5 separate regions of the Mus musculus genome follow, and all the other regions are linked to region 3. The links are chromatin contacts, called in public HiCAR-type, HiChIP or PLAC-seq and promoter capture Hi-C maps. All regions are on one chromosome and are shown on one strand. The core of a region is the stretch at or near the end of the contact, and the rest is flanking DNA. Distances in the headings are between cores, read along the strand shown. Region 1 has its middle 140 kb from the start of Pros1. Region 2 overlaps Pros1 (protein S (alpha)). Region 3 holds the start of Cggbp1 (CGG triplet repeat binding protein 1). Region 4 overlaps Pros1 (protein S (alpha)). Region 5 has its middle 86 kb from the start of Pros1.

Evidence for each region. Promoter capture Hi-C pulls out the DNA fragments that hold promoters and counts their contacts. HiCAR-type assays count read pairs that join an accessible place to other places. HiChIP or PLAC-seq counts read pairs in DNA pulled down with a chosen protein or histone mark.
Region 1: a contact with region 3 is called in an H3K4me3 HiChIP or PLAC-seq map of embryonic limb bud, with 6 times the contacts expected there. The contact joins the enhancer-like site here to the promoter of Cggbp1 in region 3. A contact is called at or near these places in 5 of 39 promoter capture datasets (cranial neural crest, hippocampal neurons, liver and 1 more), 3 of 115 datasets of contacts at active chromatin or transcription factors (acute myeloid leukemia, embryonic limb bud and stem cell-derived neural progenitor cells) and 1 of 9 other capture datasets (embryonic stem cells).
Region 2: an H3K4me3 HiChIP or PLAC-seq map of stem cell-derived neural progenitor cells shows a contact between it and region 3, with 7 times the contacts expected there. The contact joins the enhancer-like site here to the promoter of Cggbp1 in region 3. A contact is called at or near these places in 3 of 39 promoter capture datasets (hippocampal neurons, liver and second pharyngeal arch cranial neural crest) and 3 of 115 datasets of contacts at active chromatin or transcription factors (embryonic forebrain, memory CD8 T cells and stem cell-derived neural progenitor cells).
Region 4: a promoter capture Hi-C map of liver shows a contact between it and region 3, with 6 times the contacts expected there. The contact joins the enhancer-like site here to the promoter of Cggbp1 in region 3. A contact is called at or near these places in 7 of 39 promoter capture datasets (the 3T3-L1 cell line, cranial neural crest, frontonasal cranial neural crest and 3 more) and 4 of 115 datasets of contacts at active chromatin or transcription factors (embryonic forebrain, extraembryonic endoderm stem cells, large pre-B cells and 1 more).
Region 5: a contact with region 3 is called in a HiCAR-type map of astrocytes, with 7 times the contacts expected there. The contact joins the enhancer-like site here to the promoter of Cggbp1 in region 3. A contact is called at or near these places in 3 of 39 promoter capture datasets (cranial neural crest, hippocampal neurons and maxillary cranial neural crest) and 5 of 115 datasets of contacts at active chromatin or transcription factors (astrocytes, embryonic forebrain, extraembryonic endoderm stem cells and 2 more).

The regions. Positions count from the first base shown.
Region 1 is chr16:62,994,524-62,997,223 of GRCm38.p6, reverse strand. No RefSeq gene overlaps it. Among named protein-coding and RNA genes, the nearest start is that of Pros1, 140 kb to the right of the region's middle. Within about 2 kb of position 1,418, at least 3 of the 459 cell types and tissues checked have an H3K27ac peak or open chromatin away from gene starts, as enhancers often do. A contact at or near this core is called in embryonic limb bud and second pharyngeal arch cranial neural crest, where this site is marked.
Region 2 is chr16:62,871,612-62,874,311 of GRCm38.p6, reverse strand. All of the region lies in intron 1 of Pros1 (protein S (alpha)), which reads right to left. Among named protein-coding and RNA genes, the nearest start is that of Pros1, 19 kb to the right of the region's middle. Within about 2 kb of position 1,266, at least 21 of the 459 cell types and tissues checked have an H3K27ac peak or open chromatin away from gene starts, as enhancers often do. A contact at or near this core is called in liver and stem cell-derived neural progenitor cells, where this site is marked.
Region 3 is chr16:64,850,632-64,853,331 of GRCm38.p6, reverse strand. Cggbp1 (CGG triplet repeat binding protein 1) reads right to left here and starts at 1,331. Exons shown (of 3, transcript NM_178647.3): 1 at 1,096-1,331; 2 at 307-533. It overlaps Zfp654 (zinc finger protein 654), which reads left to right and starts at 1,609. Exons shown (of 9, transcript NM_001347245.1): 1 at 1,609-1,865. The coding sequence starts at 1,680.
Region 4 is chr16:62,921,166-62,923,865 of GRCm38.p6, reverse strand. The region is part of intron 12 of Pros1 (protein S (alpha)); the gene reads right to left. Among named protein-coding and RNA genes, the nearest start is that of Pros1, 68 kb to the right of the region's middle. Within about 2 kb of position 1,430, at least 17 of the 459 cell types and tissues checked have an H3K27ac peak or open chromatin away from gene starts, as enhancers often do. A contact at or near this core is called in liver and second pharyngeal arch cranial neural crest, where this site is marked.
Region 5 is chr16:62,939,397-62,942,096 of GRCm38.p6, reverse strand. No RefSeq gene overlaps it. Among named protein-coding and RNA genes, the nearest start is that of Pros1, 86 kb to the right of the region's middle. Within about 2 kb of position 1,291, at least 37 of the 459 cell types and tissues checked have an H3K27ac peak or open chromatin away from gene starts, as enhancers often do.

The sequences.
Region 1 (2,700 bases), core at 169-2,668, 1.9 Mb after region 3:
TACGCACAGTGGTGCTGAGAGACAAAGGTCCTATAGATATGTTATGCCCTATTCCCATTGTACAGCCATACAAACTATTGCCCTGACCCCAGCTTTCATAAAGTCCCAATTCTCATAGATGACAAAAAGCTATGAGATCTATCAGGAGATATTGAGCAGTCTTAAGGAAGAACTAGAAGAAAGGCAAGAAAGCTATGACTGTGCCTTGATGGCTGTGTCTCTTCATAGTTAGAATAACACTTTATGGATAAACACCTTTAAGTCTACATATGAGCTCTTCCCATTACTCCATAAATGTACTGGTTCATATTCCCACATACCTGCACTAATAAAGTTTTATTATCCTTAAAAAGCCCTATATTTATTTTTATTTTATATTGTGGTTTTGATCCTCCCTGGTGGACTTATGTAGAAAATCATGGGAAATATATGTAAGAGGACACACTTATACAATATCATTAACCTAAAGGGGAGACCTGACCCATTATGACTTGGGAAGAAAATCAGTTACTCTACCCTCCTCATAAATCTTCATTAAAACTCCTTTAAAATCCACAACACAAAACTCACTTCTTTCATTCACTGCCTCTGGTTCGGGCAGACAACTCTAGTTCCCCCTGGGGTATGTGCTTTGTTTTGTTTGGCTAACTAAACTGGTCTAACTAATATTGTCTGCTTCTAAACTAAATTCTTTCCTTCAAGAGACAAGAACAGAGAATCAGTAACACCTCTACTACTGTCAAATATATAGTAGACAATTTCATGAAAAGAAAAAGTCATAGCACACTAAAAAACAAAAATGTTTTCCTAACTCATAAGTGGTAAGGGAAATAAAATCCTCAATTTCTGTTATGGTTCAAATGTGCAACTCTTCGACAGTTCATGTTGCTATGAACCCATTGTGGCTATGGTAAGAGATAGGAATAAGCCACGAATGGTGACACCTTCTTGTAATCCCAGCCCTTGGGAAACTAAAGCAAGAAGATCACAAGGTTCAGGCTACATGTGACGATATAGCAAGACCCTGTTATTAAATAAATTTAACAAACAAATTAGAGGTAGAGTCTATTGGGAAAGTGATGCTGTCTTGACTGGCAAGCGTTGGGTGCTAGATCAGTAGTGACACAGTGTTATGGATAAACCCACCTTGTTTCTAAAGAGAACTGAGTTCTGCTCCATAAGAGGGTCATGCCCAGTGCTGTAGACATAGGGGAAAGTCCATGAGTGGATAAATCATTGTGGAATATGAGTGAACCCATATACTTATTTTGCTTATTACTTATTCTTATTTTGCTAAATAGCCATGTTGTCAAACAGACTCATAAATACTTATGCATTACCCATACACTACGCTGTACTCAGTCCTGCTCAAAGAAGCTTCTCTTTGTACCAAGTGGCATGCAATGCAGAGATCCATAATTAATCACAAATGTTGAGGGCTAATCCTTAGGCAAGACAACCACGTCACTTTACTAAAGGTTCAGGGAACATTATAGAACAGGGTCTGGAAATAATTAAAGAGCAGAAGGAGAAAGGGCAGCTGTGGAATGCTGTCTTAGGAGCATAGCATGGCCACGATACTCATGAACTCAGAGGAGCTCCAGTTGCTCCATAGGGCCTACACAAAACAGAGCCCTAAAATCAAACATAGATTGGACATGGGATCATCTCATGGTCCCTGGCCAAAGAAAGCTCTTGGCATTTACAGGCTTCTAGGGAAGACAAAGTAATACTCTTCAGTAAAATGGCTATGTGTATGTTACTCATAATCCGGTAAGCATCATGCCTATGCTCACACAAGTGACCCAGGTAAACCCGGGTATTAACAAAGCAAAAATGAAAATAAAACAAAAAAAAGGTATGAAAATAAAAACAAATAAAACAAGCAACACCCAAAACCAAAAAGGTATGAAATTAGGATGGGTACTTGGTGGAAGAAGGTAAAGACTGGTGAATGGAAAAATGAGACTGAACAGAATTTAGTTCATCATACATGAAACTGTAGATAAATAACTTAAATTTTAAATGTTTTTTATATACAGGGTCTCTTAATGTAGCCCTGGCTGAACTAGAACACTCTATGTAGAACAGTGATCTTGAACTTGCAGAGATTCACTTTTCTCTGTGTCTCACATTGTAGGGTTAAAGGTGTATACCACCATACCTGCCCTAAGGAATCAATTAATTTTGAAAGGGATCATGGGCAGATATGTGAAGAAATGGTATCCTCTGGAGAATAAAAATCCCAAGCAAAGGAGAACATTCAGGAATTTGGAGGTTGAAGTGAGGACACATAGAAGATACTTTGAAGGTCCATGTAGCGTTCATACCTACAAAGAGTATATGATTGTGAGCGATGACATGGCATTATATTTTAACCAGTCAAATAAAAACTCTGGTCAAAATATCTACCTGATGTCAGGTTGAACTGAATGTGGGTGAAGCAAGAAAATAGAAACCAGATGAGCATGACATCAAGTTTCAAGCACGAAAATATTTGCACTAGTATTTGCAACTACTATTTTCTACTAAAATTATTTAAAAAATGAAGAAAAGTATTGGTACATATTTGAACTATGACTTCCTGAGGTTGCACCAATTAGCATTAATTCACATTCTTATGTAAGCTTTGCTCTTCCAAGTGATCACACTTCTCACCGAGAATAAATACCAAAGACAATGTGCTGTCACTTCCGAAAT
Region 2 (2,700 bases), core at 17-2,516, 2.0 Mb after region 3:
TGTTGATGTCTGTGTTTGTGATTCGGTGTCTCATGCAGGAGGCAAATGCCTTTCACTGTACAAACAGAACAGCCATGAGGCGCTTTGACATTGTTCTTTTCGTGGTTCAATGGCTGAAATAGCCCGCTCGCTTTCCCGAAAGCTTATGAAAACAAACACTGCATTAGCCCACAACAATCTTGAATAATGATGACTGGATGTGGAATTTTTCACTTAAAATAATTAGATTTTGAACTGTAAATATTTGGCAGTGTGAAGAGTGTTTTGAACCTGTGGCTTTTGTGGGAACTAAAAAAAAACAAAATCCAAAGATAGACATTCTTAAGTGGGTTTTCCATCCCTTTAAAGTCTTACCAAACTTCAGGATGACTTGTGCCACTTCCACAGTACAATGCTAGGTCTGTATGTATTTTATGCTTTAATCTTCTCAATGATAGTATTTTCTTTGCCTGAGGGGTATTGTACTTGCTTTTTGTCTAAATTTTATAACTTGTTTAATATTTTGCATTATGCTGCTGGGAAAACATTTCTTATGCCATGGTGCTAAAGGTTAAAGAGAATTTTGGAAATGTAAACTATAAACAAGGGCTTCCAAAGAACTAAGCCATAAACAAGCTGATGAGAAATATTTTTAACGAATTAAGTAAGGATCATAAGATGGGTTTGGGTTAGGATTTGAATCTGGGATGTGATGGAGAAATGCAAAGGGGAAGTAATTATCTGTGACATATGCAAAGGTGACACTGAAGCATTTGAGTGGAGTGACAATGGGGTTTATTTAGAAGTAAAGGAGCTACTGCTGTCATTGAATAATTTCACCAATGACCTTCACTCTGGAACAACTCAGTGACTGAGCAGAAAAGCAACTGTCTGGCCTGTTTTTCTCCTACAGAAGTGAGGTGGGCCTCTCCTGACTCCGGGATCTAATTACAACTTTAATTTACAGCCCCTATTCTAGAGGGAAACAGAATAAATCACCGTTGTTGTCTTCTTGGGTTGGAGCCTTTGATTTAGTCAGGGAGAGAAGAAGCAGTAAAGGTTAGTTATTCACTCCAAAGAGACAAACGCATCACCCCGGGGGAAAACAAAAACAAAAACAGCTTATGTCATCCTGTTTCTTTGTTTGCTTTGTCCAGACACAAATGAAGATTCTTTGTTTGATGAGACTTGAAGTTCGATATTTGGCAAGGTATGACAGAAAGGTTCTCTAGGCCTTGCTGTTCTCCCAGTTGCTATGTTATAACTCCATGGAGTTACAACAGGGGGCCCCTTTCATGGCTAGAGTAAGATATTTACACAGTCAGCTTAGCAGTCATTCTAATCCGCCCATTGGGAACACCAAACCATGACCTGATTTTGACGTCATGTACCAAGGCATGAATGCAAAAGAAAATATTTTGTCTTTGTTCACTTTGACCTATTTTGTTAAGATGGCATCAGCACTAATAGTTCGCTGGCCTGTGTCTGTGCTTATGTCTGGAAAAATAACTGGCTGACAGTCTGGGGACATCAAAGTCAACACTGACTAGCTGGCCTCATTCAGTAATGTTCCCTTCCTCGAAGCCTCCCCCAGACCTCTGAAATCAACAAAGATGAGGTGTGCTTAGAGGCTCGCACTGGCCTGTGGAGCTGCCAGGGGTGCTGCATGGGTCTCTCAGTGGCAAGTCCTCCTGAGTTCTTTCCTCAGACCAGCCAGTGAAAAAGAACTCCAACTTAATGTGCAATCTATGAGCTCTGTGACTGACCAAAGTATATACACAAAAACAGATTATAAAACAAAGAACTCCAATGTTCAGTGGGTTCCTCACTGACTCAATATGTACTTGGCCGTCTTAAAGGTGTATATGCAAGACAAGTTTACAGAATACTGATTGGTCGTCAGCTAGATGCTTACAATTCTGTATAATTTGTATCAGCCTCTCAGAATTCTTTATGGGATGGCCAAAGTCTAATATAAATAACAATAAAATCAAATGAAAACTTACCAGAGAAAGAAGGGGAGAAGATTGGGTTAAAAATTCAGAGAGAGGCTAGAGAGATGGCTCAGCAGTTAAGAGCACTGACTGCTCTTCCAAAGGCCCTGAGTTCAAGTACCAACAACCACATGGTAGCTCACAACCATCCCTAATGAGAGCTGATGCCTCTCTGGGATGTCTGAAGACAGCTACAGTGTACTTACATATAATAAATAAATAAATCTTAAAAAAAAAAAAAAAACAACTACAACAAGAGCAAAAACCACCTAAGCCCCCCCCCCCCAAAAAAAATCAGAGAAAGTCCTGTGCAAGCCATTATTATCCCAGCACTTCTTGAAAATAGAGGCAGGGGAGGAAGTGTGTCTCCCCTCCTCCCCCTCCCCTCCCCTCCCCTCCTCCCCTCCTCTCCCCTCCCCTCCCCTCTTTGCCTTGCCTCCCCCCTCCCCTCCCCTCCCCTCCTCCCCTCCCCTCCTCCCCTCCCCTCCCTTCCCTTTCTTCTTTTCTTTTCTTTTCTTTTCTTTTCTTTTCTTTTCTTTTCTTTTCTTTTCTTTTGTTTTCAGACAGGGTTTCCTATGTAGCCCTGGCTGACCTGGAACTTATTATGTAGACCAGGCTAGCCTTGAATGTCCCCCTATTTAAGAAAACAAGTGTTGGTGTTGATTTTTACTTTGGGTCAAGGTCTCTGTGTTAAGCCTTTAACTCCTAGATCTGAATAACCCTCCCA
Region 3 (2,700 bases), core at 82-2,581:
AAAAACTAGGGGTGCAGTTAGAATTTTTCTTTGACTGCAAACTTACAGAAATGGGATCTGCAATTCTTGTGCCACGTGAAGCCTGAACTTTCCTGATCTTTTCTCTTGAAAGGTCTATTCTTGATACTGCCAATGAAAATAACCACCTCATAGAGGCGAGGAGGTTGGTTACGTGTAAAAGTGTTTCCAGAAGTCAGAAATATTTTAAACAAATGAGGAAGTTAAGATAGAGCACCCAGGGAACAAAAGCGAAACAGCCATTTACTACAGCAAAAGTAAACTGAGTTTTCAAGTCGAAATACTCACCAGCTTAATTTCCAGTCGGGTTTTTGTTTGTTTGTTTGTTTTTCCTTGATATTAAGTAGTGACAGTTTTCTGGATGCAAAACCACAGACGCATCCAATCCGAGCGACTTCGCGTTCGTTCAGACCCCGGAGACGCCTTCGACTCAGTTTTTCAACAGGTGGTGGTGGGGAAACAGTTCCTGGGCTTGCACCCTATTTTCCCGGTGGCGCCGGGAAGTCATGTCTTTACTGTAAAACACAAAAAACAAACAGAAAGGGAAGATGGTGGAGGGGCGGGAAAGGCAGGGCGCAGGCCCGCGGCAGAGCGGCTCGGGCCACGCTCTGCACACAGGTGTCTGTCTCTCTCCGCCTTCCGTGCGCGATCCCGAAGCTCCAGCCAGCCCCACGCCAGCTCGGCTCGCACGCCCCGGGGCGGGTGGCCCGGCGGCCCGCGCGCTCCGCAGGCCCGAGGCTCCGGTGGGGGCGGGGAAGGCGGGCGCGGGCCGCCGGACGTCTAGACAGCCTCCTCCCGCCGCGCCGGCCGAGGTGGCGCCCCGGCGCCGCGACCCCGCCTGCGGGCCGGGGCCGGGGCCGAGGCCGCGTCCCAGCCGCCCTCGGAGGGCCCCGGAGAAGTCCGCCGCACCGCCGCCGACTCCGTGGCTGTCCCCGGGGAGGGGGCGGCGGGCGCCGGCCGAGGCCGTCGCTGTCAGGCTGGCCCGGCTCCTTCCTCCTCCACCTCCGGCCCCGCCCCCGGTTCCCTCGCCCGGCCCGAAGGCCTGGGCTCGCCGCCCGCACCAACGGCCAAGCCCACCTTCCGCCTTCCCAGCTCTTCGGGACCGTAGGAGCGGGCCGCCGTTAGGGGAAGTGCACGAGCCCTCGCCAGGAAGGAAGAGAGGAGGAAGAAAGGGCAGAGCAACGGGATGAAGGAGATCCCGTTGCGGCCGCCGCTGCTTCCGCCGCTGCTTCAGCCGCTGCTCCTGCCGCTGCCACCGCCGTCGCCGCCGCCCGAGCGAGCTCCGCCGCGGCCGCCGTGTCCCCTGCCGCGCCCCGTCCTCCGGCGCGCCCTATGGCAGGGCTCGTAGGCGGTCCTCAGCAACCGCCGAGTAGTGTGGACCAACAGATGGCAGGCCTGGCAAACAGACGGCTAGTGTAACCAATAGGAAGGTAGGGCGGGCATGCCTATGATTGGCGGTGTCCTTCCTCCAGTGAAAACTGGGGGCGTGGGTGGGCGGAGCCGGAAGTAGAGCCCAGGCGAGTAGCCCTGTCCGGCTGGGGCGGAGGGAAAGGGGGAGGGAACTAGAGGAGGAGGAGGAGGTTAGCTGAGGCAGCGGCGGCGGCAGCGGCGGCGGCGGCGGCGGCGCAGGGGCTGGGTACGCGCTGGGCGGCGAGAGCCTCATGGCGGAGGAAGAGAGCGACCAAGAGGCCGAGCGCCTCGGAGAAGAGCTCGTGGCCATTGTGGAGTCCCCCCCGGGCCCAGTGGGGCTCCTAGCTGCGGGCGACGGCAGAGGGGGGGCCGGCGGCGGCGGCTGTGGCGGCGGCGTCGGGATCAGCAGCCGGGATTACTGCCGACGCTTCTGTCAGGTGAGGCGCCCGTCGGCCGCTCCGACTTGTCACTGGGCTCCCGGGCCTCTGCGTGGCTCCTGGCCTGCTGGCCCAGGTCTCTGCGTCGTGTCCGGGACCGGTCCTCCGGCGGGACGGAGAGGGAGTCTGGGAAGCCCCGGTCCCCTCTCTGCACCGCTCCGAGCTCGGCGATGGGGACGACGGGGAGTGGGGTTGGGGGTGACTTGCGGACTTGGAGGTGAGGAGAAAGTGAGTTTGTCGCGGCGGCGGTGGTGGTGGTGGGCTGGGAGCTGGACGGTCAACTGGAAAGCACCCCGTCCTGACATGCCTGTGCCTCCCTGCAGACCCTCTTCGTACCCCAGGGTCCCGCCTTTCTCAGGTTCACTACCCGGTCCCTCTCACTTCTGCTGGGCTCTCCCGTCTTTCTCTGTTACCCAGGTTCCCCCGCATTCTCTTTTTCAGAGACGCCAAGCATGCTATCACCCCACTGCCTGCCCTCCTGTCATCGCCACCCCTCCCCCTCTGCTAGGGTCGCCTGTCATTCCCTCACTAGGTCCCTCTGGACCAGTTCTTCCGTTGGCCTTGGCACTGTCCCACCGTTAGCTACTCCCCTCCCCCACCAGGTGTGTGTGTGTTGGGAGGGGGGGTGTTTTCCGTGTGGAACCTTATAGGAGTGATTGTCATCTTTCCCTTTTTTTGACCCCCTTCTCTGACAAGCACACTGTTTCCTAATTGTCTGACTACAGAGAAAGTCGTTTTTCCTGAAACTATTGCCCTCGTTACACCACCCCTCCCCCAGCCTTTAAATTACTCGTTTTTGGTTGGTCTGTTAAATTCAGTATCGGAAAAAGTGACA
Region 4 (2,700 bases), core at 181-2,680, 1.9 Mb after region 3:
GGTTAGCTTTAATCATCACCTTGACATAACCTATAATCAACTAGGAAAAAATTCTTAGTGAGGGAATGTCTATGTTGGATTGGCCCCTGGGCATGTCTGTGGAGGACAGACTGTCTTAAATTAATTGATGCAGGAAGATCCAGTCCACTACAGGTGGCAGCATTCCCTAGCCAGGTGGCCCTAAACTGTATAGCAGTGGATATGTTGAGCTGAGCATAAACAAATAAGCAAGTACCACACATGCGTTCTTTTCTCTCTACTCTTGAATATGGATGGAATGAGCTGTTTCAAGTTCCTGCCTCTGTGACTTCCCTACTATGACCTGGCACTGAAAGCTGAAAGAAAACCCTTTCTCCTCTAAGTTGCTTTTGGAAGTGAAACAAGGAGAGACACATTTTTCAGGACATAGTCACACATTAAAGTTCACAAATAACTATCTAAATTAACCTCAAGTACTTTTAAAAAATTAGTTTATAATATTAAGTCTTCCTCATTTACTGTGAAGAAATAAATACATAACAAATTCCATATATTACTTAGGTATACTCCATATACTTCGAAAGGGTATAAACAAGGGAATGATTTTCTTTTGGCTAAATATTCTTCCATTTAGCTACATATAATGAGAATACACTTCTCATTGTGACTCTTGCCCAGGATGAATATATGGAATTATTGGGAAATGAATTAAACAAAGTATTATATATTGAAATAAATGTGAAAATGTGTGGAAGTTATAACATTAAACATTACTTATGAAGTAAGTTGGTTTCAAATTATCCACAAAATAACTTAAGAAAGTAATTTTTAGCTACAATGTAACTTATTTAAATTTCTTTTTCTGGAAAATTTTCTTTAGCAAATCTGGTTCTGGGAAGGGGACCTCCAGGGATCATGTCTGCTTTCCTTTTTCCCTGGAAGCCCAAATAAGAAAGTTGGAAGTCAGAACGCACAGAAAGCCTCAGAGTTACAGTTAATGGCAGTTAAAGTCCTACTCATGCAGGTGAGTCTGAAATGAAATAGAGGAACTGCCTACCTATCCCCGGGGCATCAGGAAGGATAACGCTCTATTCAAATTGCAATAATACAAAGAAAACTCAATCAACATCACTATTAAGATTAAAAATAAATTGGATTCTTCTTAGCAAGATTTCTAGCATTGGAGAATGGGCGATTTGACCTCTAGTGAGCAGCGTCTAGTTGGAAGTTGCTGAGTTCTCCCTTATTGCCCTCCCTGCCTTGAACAAGAGGTGTACCACGCCAATGGCCTGCCAGACTAAGCTTATGCCAGCACTCGCTTTTTCAAACAGTCCATAGACACGGTTTAGGATAATTACACAACAACTGAAGGGAATTGCTCAGCTCTGGATAGAAAGCCTCTCCTGCCAGGACTGTTTTGCTACACAGCCCTCTGTGAATGACCCTCTGGATGACCCTGTAATGATTTCCACTTAGACCAGAGAAGGGGCACTGACCCTGGACCGCCTAGCCGGAAAAACTTAGAAGGCGAATATTAAAAGAGCCAAACGCAGTGATTGGTGGGGAAGGCACCTACTGTGGCTGTAAACGCAGCCTGTTTGGCTCACTGCACTACTTCCTCTGGGGTTGAAACACAAGGACTAACAAAAGGCTTTTTTTTCTGAAGTGATCTTTTCTTGTCTACTTTTACCAGCGTGAGCTGAGCTGGTAATATGAATAAAGAAGCACAACAAACAACATCAGGGCTGACAGGTAGACATTGCTGAACTGCAGGGGCCACAAGAACAATGGAAGAGTTGACAGCAGGCTTTGCTGGAAGAGCCACAAGGCAAGCAGCTGCTTGACAGCTGAAAAGTAGCTGAACAGTTAGAGTAGCCAGAGGAGGAACAGGAAATGACAGAAGCAGAGAGGCAGAGAACTAAGGATGAAAAACTAAAGGTTGTAAAGAGCCAGAAAAGAAGCCCTGCAGGCTGTGGTTTCTTGGAAAAGTTATAAAAACTGTAACACCTTTAGGGACACAGGGTCTCAGATAGCCCAGAGCCAGGAACTGTAACATCAGCTGCTGTTACCGGTTGTGGGATTGAGGAATTGCTGGGCTGTGATTACAGAACTAAGGATCCTAGTTCTTAAAGCTTGCAGAAGAGCTGCAACGCCAAAGGGTGCTACCCGTGGTCGCTCTCTCTGCCATCATTTACTATTATCCAACATTAGAGGACGAAAAGCTGCCCAGGATCAGGGCCCGAGGAGCTTTTCATTGCTCACTCTTGATTTCTACGCAGGTAGAGCAAAGATCTCAGTCTGTTGCTCACAGGATATGCCCCCACCGCTACCCCCACCCCCACCCCCACCCCCCAACTCGTACCTGCTTTATCCGAAGTAAAAGCTGATCAACCCATCCACTCACCACTGCCCAGTCTGATTCAGATATTCTGTATAAGTTTAGATTCCTAATTTGCACAAAAGGATCTAAACAGGGATTACAGGCAAGAATCTTCCCGACACCAATAGACCTATCCCTGTGTTCCCGGGGCAGCTGCCTGGCTCACTGATGGTCAGAACTGCACCTTGCATCCCGCTGGAGCAGATATCCTGACAACACAGCAGTGCCTGTACCTCTTAGTGTCCAGACTCTGATCTACTGTTTTGGACCTAAGAATCGGATTAGGTCGCACAGGTAATCACTACTAATACATGAAAACGAATTCAACTTAAGTAGGAATT
Region 5 (2,700 bases), core at 42-2,541, 1.9 Mb after region 3:
ATGGAAAAGCACAACTTGTTCTGAGCCCAATCTCCGTGGCGTTGATGCCCTGTCCACACAAGTGACAGAGGGGAGTGGAGAAAACGACAGACACCAGACTCAGCCAAAGATGAAATCACAGCAGACAAGATTTCACGTTCTCTGAACAGACACCCACTGTGGCTATGCATATGGTGACGTCTGTGCGGCCAAGCAAAGGGAAACAGATCAATGACTGTCTGTTCTCAGAAGCATCGACCAGACAACCAGCGGCTTTCTGCGTGTTTTGCATGTCCAGAAGATATTTGCAAGACTTAAAGAAATCTGTACCAATGACCGTGTATACCTACCCCCTCCCCACTCCCAGTGAAACTCAGAAAACATGGGAGTTCATGGAGGGCCAAATGATGAATGACAAAGAATGCTGTTCAGGTCTGTTTAAAATCAACAGCACTAACAAGGAAGTGAAAAGTACTGCATATAGATTGGAAATCAAAATCAGAATTTATGTTATCCGGAAGAAACCAGTGAACTAACAGAAACATTTTCAAATTAAATGAACCCAAGGCCTGCGAACTTCCCTACTGTATGCTGCATAAACTAAAATATTTCTTAAACTATTCACAGGTAATACAGTGCTTGAAAATACAACAATGGAAATAATGTATTCATTAAAAATGCATGAGTAAGTCGAATGATTTCCTATTTTGTGCCTGTACTTTAGGAACAAATATGAGAGTTAGCGCTCATATAAATAATGAAACACATCTTATTTACTTTCTGTTTCCTCGTTTATGTTTTAAAATATTTATGCTCCTATTTATTGATTTTGTTCTCACTTGGTTGATACAAATATTGACTTCAAATTTTCCCCCTTTAAAAAAAGAAAAACAATGCTATTTTTCTACCTGCCCTGAAATGTCAGTGTCTTACTAAGTCACTTATAATTCAGTGTGATACTTTTCTGGGTGTCCTGAATTAATTCTACAGGAAAAAAAAGACTTTTCGTAGAAAGGAAGTGATGAAATTACAAGAATTTTCATAATTGAAGAGTTAATATAGTTTCTTTTATATTGAAATATAAATGTTTGATCATGCTTTACTTTAAAAAGAGAACCAGACCCCTTTAACACGTGCCTGCTTTTAGCGCTCTACGGTGGAGTAATTCTCAGTAGGATGGGCATAAATTCACAATACTTTAGTATGAAAAATGTTCTGTGAAGTAGGAGAATGCATTCGCAGTTCAAGCGCATAATTTACATTGTTGAAACTTACGTGCTACTTTCACTTATACGACATTCGTGTACCGCCCCCTAGTGGTGGCCAAACATGCTACAACCAGTCCCATAAACCTCGTGGTTTCTTGTTTTGTTTTGTTCTCTTCTCATGTCAGAAACCATAGAAACGAACCGAGAAAAACAGGTTACCTGTACTATTCTGATCCCATAGATGTAAGCCGAAGTACTTCTGTATAAACAAGATCAAAGTGAGTGTTTCAAATCAGAGACAAGTTGGTTGACCTGATAAGATCACAGGGAGAGAATAGCATTTCGCGTGCTAGGGCTGTTTAATATTCTGAGTAGCTTGTACAAGAGGTCTCTCAGTTGTTCAAAGTTGCATTATTCCTAAAATTCACTTTCAAAGTCACAATTACAACCAATCCACTGCTCCATAAACCATGATGCCTGTATCGAAAACCAGAATCTGATTCATGAAAGGAAAAGATAAATAAATGCCTTTGTCAGGAGTGGGCCGAAGGGAACAACATTAACTAGGGATTACCTAGATCTTCCCAAAATATCTTTGGGAATATCTTCCCAAAAGCACACAAATGTTTGCCCAGCTTCCTTCAGTCAAAGGTTTAAAAATTCCCCCAGACTTGGACTCACACAAATCCTGATCAGAATAAACTTATATAAATAGATTTATCTAAATCAAAGTCACAAGTCAAAGTCTGTATTCTAAGGTCAAAGCTGAGAAATCCAAGATTCAGTTTGATAATGGGATGACTGTGGATTTCAATGAAGAAGTTTTAATTTATGAAAGCTTAAGTTTTGTTTCCCTAAAGGAAAACATTTTGGTCTTTTTCATTGGCTACTTTATTTACTTGTAAATGTTGTCTATCCCCTTTCCTTGTTTCCCCTCCAGAAATCCCCTATCTCATCCCCCTCCCCCTGCTTCTATAAGGGTGTTCCCCCACCTACCCACCCACTCCCACCTCTCCGCCCTACCGTTTCCCTACCCTGGGGCATGGAGCCTTCTCAGGACCAAGGGCCTCTCCTCCCATTGATCCCAATAAGGCTGCATATGCGGTAGTGAAGTTCTGTTACTGACATCCCTCATCCAAAAAGGTGCCCGATAAAATGAGGTAACTTAGGTTTTAGCTGATGAAAAAGAGAGAAGAGTCTTCATTTTAACTCTAATATTTCAATCCTTTTACATATTGTTTCAAAATGTTATTTTTAACAACTGGTTTATAACTAACGTAAAATCTGAAAGTGTGAGTGAACTCCAAAGGTCAAAACCCGAACTCACTTTTTTTCTTTTCCTTCTTGAAGATCAATCACAGGTTTCTTTTTTCCTTAGATAAGAGATGTAAGATTCTCAGCAGATATAAAATCAGCGTGAACAAAAACCGAAGCATAAATCTCTTCTCTCAAAGCTTCTCTCATAGTACAGCTCGTTTAATACAGCGATCTTCCAAAGCGTGTATAGTCTTAT